Linked DNA regions of Sus scrofa: region 2 is linked to region 1. A link is a contact called in public HiChIP or PLAC-seq data. All regions are on one chromosome and are shown on one strand. The core of a region is the stretch at or near the end of the contact, and the rest is flanking DNA. Distances in the headings are between cores, read along the strand shown.

Region 1 (3,285 bases), core at 220-2,719:
TGCTCTTGGGCGGCACATTTTCTTTCTGGGACAGCCGGAGGACAGATGATCTTCCGGTAAGTTCCAGTGGTGAAAACAGGAAGTCGCAATTTTCTGTACTTCTGTCACCAGTGACATTTTCATCACTGAAGACGTGCAGACTCATTCTGGGAAAGCAGAGAGTTGTGAGTCAAGAGGAGGGCGGGGACACCCTGTTGTCTAGACGCACATATGTGAAGACAAGCGAGCTGACCCCACGGTGCCGCAGGGTGGACGTCCCCTTCCTGCACGGGCGTGTGTGTGTGTGTGTGAGACACCGCAGGCAGCATGTCCTCTGCCAGAGCGTGTCCTTATCCCGTTCTGGGGGGAGCTGCCCCTCCCGGGAGAAAGAGCTAGGAGGGCTCTCAGCCCACAGGGCAAGAAGGAAGAACAGGTCCTCGAAATAACTGGAACTTTGTGGGTAAAAGTTGGGAGACAGATAAGGGCTGATCTGTGACAAAACTGGCAGAGGCCTTGGCACTGGGGCTGGAGCAGGCAGCCGAGATGGAGGAGGGCAGAAAAGCAGAAGGGCAGGGCAGCTGGCTCTCTGCCCACCGACGGGGGCGCCAGGAGGGCCAAGGCTCAGAGGAGGAGCAGGGATGGTAACAAGCGGCACGTGCAGGATCACCTGTGGGGAGTTGAGGTGCTTCTACACCAGGGTCTGGAGACTAGAAACACACCAGGGGCCTCCGGTCGGGTCCACGAGGTTCTAGAATAGTCCTACTCCTCCTTCCCAAATTCATCATGGTCACCTACCCGGCATTCCCAACTTAGGAGTCACCAGAAAACTGGGCAGCACAGGTACCTGCTGGGGGTGGGGGCCCCGGGGACCTCAGCTGCAAGAGCAAAACGGCTGGGGCCTAAGGAACACGGGTGCCCTGGAACGAGGTGAGGTCAGGGGGATGAGCCGCCTGGAGGGTGTGGGGTTGGGTGCTGCGTGTGGAGCAGGGAGCGGGAGGAGGGAAGCAGGGAGCCAGAGGCTCTTGTCTGTGGCCAGGGGGGAGCGGTCAGCCCTGGCTTGGCCAGCAGGCCCACACGCGGCGTGGGGAGGTGGGAAAGGGAAGCCTAAGTCAAGGGGGACTACTGGGTTTGGCCTGGGGGACGGGGTGAAACGGGGAGGGGCCGGAGGGCCCTGGGCCACAGGAGGGAGACTTAGAGCACCCTTTCTGTGGGATCCCTTCACCTGGGGAAGGTGGGGGTGCGACAATGGCAGCCTCTACGGGTTTGGCTCCTACTAATGACGGGGGGCCAGGGAGGCGGCTCCTGAGCAGAAGGGGCGAGGCCAGCGCGGAGGAGGACTGGCGTCGAGGGCCTGCCGGCAGGCTCTTGAGAATCAGCGCTGGAGCCCAGGTTTCTGCTGCAGGTGCCGCGGGGTCGGTGATGACTCACAGGTGGGGCTGCGCCGGGAGGAGGGGCCGGGCAGCAAGGCGGAGGCTGGTCAGGGGCGGAGTGCCAGTGCGGGTCACCGCCACAGGGGGCCGGGGGCTGGGCGAGGTCACCGGGGAGAGGGAAGACCGGTGCGACCGGCCGGAGGGTCCTCGTGGAGGGCGATATAGGGGCCACTAGGCGTCCTCGGGAGGCAGGGCCGAGAGCCCACCGGCTCCGCTGCCAGCTGCGGCCGGGCCGGCTGGATGAGTGCGGGCGAGATGGGACCCCGGGGAAGGGGGCGCCCCGAGGTGGGGGGGGCGAGGAGAGCCGACTGTGGGCACCGCGGCGCCGCGGGAGGAGTCAGAGATCCGTGTCCAGGCCGCCACTGCGACAGGCTAAGGCCCGAGGACAGGCCAGAAGAGGCAGGAACGGAGCCCCGAGCCCGGACCCGGTCGCCGTCTTACCTGCCGGCCGCTGCGCGGAACCGAAGGAGCGGGAGGCGCCGTGTCCGGGAGCCCGGCTGCCCGCCGCCGATTCAAATATCGACGGTTGGCGCGTACGGCCAATCAGCGCGTGGCCGGGGCGGGACACAGGGCGTCGAAGGCCAATGGGAGGCTGCGCCCAAGAGGCGGCTTCCGCTTCCGGGCGAGGCGGCACGCTAGGCAGGGCGGCCCCTGGAATTCTCGGTAGCCCAGGCTCGTCCAGCAGACGAAGGTGAAACGCGGCTCGAGAGCGGGCGGTGAGTGCGGGGCCCGCCGTCGCCCAGGAATCTCGGGCTCTGCGCAGACGCGCCTGGGCTGCGCGGAAAGGCCCAGGGCCTGAGAGCTGCTCGCCCGAGTCTGTATTCCCAGCTGTGGAATGGAGCCAAGTTCAGCGCCGCCCTCAGGGCGGGTCGTGGGGAGGCTCCAAACCCTCGCGAGGACTGCCGCGGCGGCTCAGGACGTCTGGCCGCGAGCGGGGTCCTGGAACTTCATTTCCCAGAGCGCCCCGCGAGCGGCCTGAGGGTGGGGACTACACGTCCCAGGGCGCCCCGCGCGGCCCCGGCGCCTACCGGACGCGGACGCTGAGGCCTGTTTTGCGCCCCGGGGCGGGGGGCCTCGCCCGGACGGCTTCCCGGCGGCTACGGCGGCGCGATGGACAGCCCCGAGGTCACCTTCACGCTGGCCTACCTGGTGTTCGCCGTATGCTTCGTGTTCACCCCCACCGAGTTCCACTCGGCCGGGCTCACGGTGCAGAACCTGCTGTCGGGCTGGCTGGGCAGCGAGGACGCCGCCTTCGTGCCCTACCACCTGCGCCGCACGGCCGCCACGCTGCTGTGCCACTCGCTGCTGCCGCTCGGTGAGCTCGCGGGGCGCGCGGCGGAGCTGGGGGCGGGGGGGGGGCGCTGGAGGCCCATCTCCCGGACCCCAGGGGGGAAGAGACGGGGGAGCGCGCGCGGGCCGCAGAGCCGAGGCCGTGGGCTAAGCGCCCCGTGCGAGGAGGAGGGTGCTGGTCGCAGCTGCCTCTTGCGGGCAGCAGAACCCTGGGGGAGAGGATGCTCTGGTCACTGGGGCAGGTGGGGAGCTGTCACCTAGGGGCAGCTCCCAGGAAAGGGGCATGATGCCAACAGAGGTGGCCGGCCCCAGTCCTTGGAAGAGGGGTGCAGGAAGGGCAGGCAGGGAGGGCGACTGCAGTTGAGAGCGTCTCAGGTGCGGGGCGGGGAGAGGCGTGTGTGCGGCCAGGAAGCTCAGGTGTTGCCAGGGGCTGTGCTGGGCAGGTGAGCCAGGTGCTAACTGGCCTCTGGGAGGCTGACTGGTTGGAGAGTGGGGTCCTAAGCGCGGAATCTCTGGAGAACTTGGGCTCACACGTAAGTGGGGGAGGGCGGGTGGCGGTGGCCAGCCCTGTCTGGAGCTGCCATGG
Region 2 (3,285 bases), core at 372-2,871, 100 kb before region 1:
GTTATCCCAAAGGCAGCTGATTAGCGTTGCCACCCCCCCCAACCGGCCGCGTGTCCTCGAAAGTCCTTCAAACAGACACTCACGCCCATTGGTTGGTCGTTGCCTTTGCCCCGCCCTGTTTCCGGCCAGCTAGGACCCTGCTTTGATTCTTGCCCCCTCTGGGGGGCCTCCCCTCTGCCCCTGGACAGCTTTGGGACAGAGCCCTAAGGAGCCCAGAGCCCAAATCAGTTACTTGTACTAACAGGAGGGTATTACTACACTTTGGGCTTTAAAAAGCCGGTGCTGTCCAACCCTGAGCACCTGTTGGCCCTGGTTCAGGCCTAGCCCTGGATGGGGACAGGGCAATGAGAACTCTCCTGCCTTACGCCCCCCTCTCTCCTGGCTTTACAGTTTGTTGGCAGTAGAAGCCTGGGTTTCAGGTATAGGCGAGCTTAGATTAACCCTGAATTTTAAGTCCATAGTGCTCACTGCCCAGTGTCAATACAGGCACTTCATGTTATCTTCAAAGTCACCTGCACCCTCTCCCCTCTGAGGCGGGAATTCTAGGCCCATCCCTGTCCAGCACCTGGCAGTTCCCGCTCAGAGAGGTTCAGGAAAACCACCGCAGGCAGGCTACTTCTTCCAGATGGTGAGGACTGGGTTTGGGGGGAACCTCCTGGGGAAGATTGCCATTCAACCAGTCCCTGAAGACTCAGGAGCCTGCTGGGATCAGGAGTCCACACTCCTGCACCCGAGAACAGATACGCACTGAGTGCGCACTGCAGAACCTCACCACACAGGGTCCTGGGTTTACACCAACGAGCAAGACAGACAGGCCGAGGAGGTGAGAAGGACTAACAAGACCTTCTGGGTGGAGGCCCCGAGAGGAGCACAGGCTGCGCGTGGGAAGCAGGGTGGAGCGTCCAGGGGAAGGGCTGAGGGGCAAGCTGGTGGCCGTGACCTGCTGGGGAGGCCGTGGTCCGCTGGGCCCCAGGAGCCGCCAAGTCCCACCCTGCCGGCTCTCCAAGCATCACTTCGTCGATGCCCCCGCGACAGTCTGACCGGACCTTAGGGAAGGAAAATGTGGGGCTCAAAGGTCACGGCTGCCTGGGCCCTCCCTTCCGGCGTGGTCAGCGGGTAGGACCCGCGGGCTCGGCGCAGCCCTGGCGGGCGCCGCCCTAAACCCAGGGCCCCAGGTGCAGCGAGCGACGGCCTGGGACGGGACCGACACCGACCTAGGGCTCGGCCAGACATGCCCGGCTGCCGGCGCCCCCCAGCCCCTGGCTGGGTCCTTCCCCAAACGTCCCCGGGGCATCTGCCGCGCGCGGCTCGCCGCTGGAGCGCGCTGCGGGCTGACTCCCCCGCCGCCGCCGCAGGGAAGAGGGAAGGCGGGAGGGCCCACCACGCATGCGCCGCCGGCTCCCCACGCCTGTGCGGCCCGCACGCGGGGCCGGGCGGCGCGCCGCGGCCCAGAATGCAGCGCGCTGGGGGGGGCAGTCGCCGCGGGGCACGCCGGGACGGGCAGTCCGCGGCGGCGCGGGCCCGCCCCTCACCGGGCCCGCCCCTCACCTGGCCGGCGCCGGGCGCTCGAGGGGCCCAATGGGAGCGGCGGCCCGGCCGCCCCGCCCCGCGCCACCGGATGTCGGCGCCGGGACATGGCCGCTGCCGGTGCCGGGTCCTTGAGCTGAGCGCCCGCCGCCCGCAGCCAACCGCCGCCCTCAACCGTCTGCGGGCCGGCCGAGGCGCTACCGGCCGGCGAGGAGCCGCGGCCGCCGCGGAAGAGGAGCAGCAGCCGCAGGAGACCGGGCGGCCGCCGCGCCGGGCACATGGCGTCCATCTTACTGAGGAGCTGCCGCGGCCGGGGGCCTGCCCGCCTCCCGCCGAGGGGTAAGCGGCCGGCGCCCCGCGGACGGCTCGGGGCCGAGGCGGCGGGCTGGAGAGGGCCTCGGGTCCGCCTGCCCCGACCCGGGCGCCCCCGCGTCCGGGCGGCTGCGGGGGGGCGGGGCGCGGCGCTCGGACCCAGGCCGGACTTGGGGTCACGCCGGGAGCGGCCTTGCCCGCCGCCCCGCCCTGCTGGGCGTGAGCCGGGCGTGGCGAGCGCAGGGCGGTGGGTGCGGGCGCGCGGGGCGGCCTGTGACTCACTCGCGCCGTGACCTCAGTCGCCCAGCCGCTGGCCGCGGCGTCGGGAGCGGGGTCAGCAAAGTTTGGAAGAGAGGGTGCTGCCAGGCAGCCCTGGGACGGTGTCGGCGCTCCTCCGCGGTTGAGGCGGGTGGAACTGGGGGCCCGCTCGCGGAGACAGCCGCGCCCTCGGGCCGCGTTCCGGGCGATCAGGACCTGTGGGCTTGCAGGACGTCCCCGGGACCCGTATCTTTAGGGTGTTGTTGGGCGTCTGTGGAGGGTGGGTCCACAGCTGGGCAGTGCCTGGAGCCTCGGTGACCCTAGTTGTGACACGGAGATCACACTTAACTCGGGGCTCTTCGGGACCCACACGTAGCGTGCCCGCCCTAACCCTCACTCTCTGTGTCTCTTTTTAAGCTAACTTTTCTGAGTTTGTTCCTTATTTTTTGTCCTAGAAAATTGAGGTTCTGAAGTAAAACTGCATGTGTCATGGTGCTTTACTGTGTCTAAAGGCCCCGGGAGAAACTGTTATTGTCATTTTTAACAACAGTGGCTGATTGGCTGCTCAGATCTTCAGAGAGGCAAGAGTTCACTGTGTGAACAGTGTGGGTGCCCAGACCAGCCTGTGATCTTTCTGTCTGCTGCAGAGCCCTGTCTGTACCTCTTGCCTCATAATGGTGATGGGCCACACACATTTCTGTAGCCTGCTTATGGTTTAAAAATTAGCGGAGTGTGTTCCCTGATTGTATCATTCCAGGGATACAAGTGTTTCCTGTAGTTGGCACCGTGCTTCACGCAGACATTAAGAGGCTGAGAGGTAGTCTGACAGCTCATTTGCTGTGGGACCTGCAGGGCACCAGAGCCTGCAGGGCCCAGGGCTGGGCTGTGGGAGCCAGAGTCCAAACACATCCTCAGCAGTGACGCTCCTGCTTGTTGTGTGGGGGGGCAGCACATCTCCCCGGTTGCTGGCATCTTCAGTCACAGCGTGGGCCGTTGTTTTAATGAGTAAACCAGCAGTAACACGTTGTCCTTAACTAAGGTCCACAGTAAATTCAGATTTCCCTTATGGGGGGGGAGAAGTGCCTGCGGCAGGAGGACCTCCAGTGCTCCAGGCTGACACTGATCGCCAAGCTGAGGTGGTGTCTGTCAGCTTCCTCTGCTTTCAGCCCTTTGCAGGCTGTGTTCTCT

What was found. HiChIP or PLAC-seq counts read pairs in DNA pulled down with a chosen protein or histone mark.
Region 2: a contact with region 1 is called in an H3K27ac HiChIP or PLAC-seq map of alveolar macrophages. The contact joins the promoter of LETM1 here to the promoter of TMEM129 in region 1. A contact is called at or near these places in 2 of 5 promoter capture datasets (fetal liver and liver), 3 of 47 Hi-C or Micro-C datasets (embryonic fibroblasts, epiblast stem cells and liver) and 1 of 2 datasets of contacts at active chromatin or transcription factors (alveolar macrophages).

What each region holds. Positions count from the first base shown.
Region 1 is chr8:824,417-827,701 of Sscrofa11.1, reverse strand. TMEM129 (E3 ubiquitin-protein ligase TM129) reads left to right here and starts at 1,469. Exons shown (of 4, transcript XM_003128802.4): 1 at 1,469-2,724. The coding sequence starts at 2,520. TACC3 (transforming acidic coiled-coil-containing protein 3) reads right to left here and starts at 2,269. Exons shown (of 16, transcript XM_003128804.5): 1 at 1,851-2,269; 2 at 1-146. The coding sequence starts at 145.
Region 2 is chr8:924,829-928,113 of Sscrofa11.1, reverse strand. LETM1 (leucine zipper and EF-hand containing transmembrane protein 1) reads left to right here and starts at 1,621. Exons shown (of 14, transcript NM_001244948.1): 1 at 1,621-1,866. The coding sequence starts at 1,806.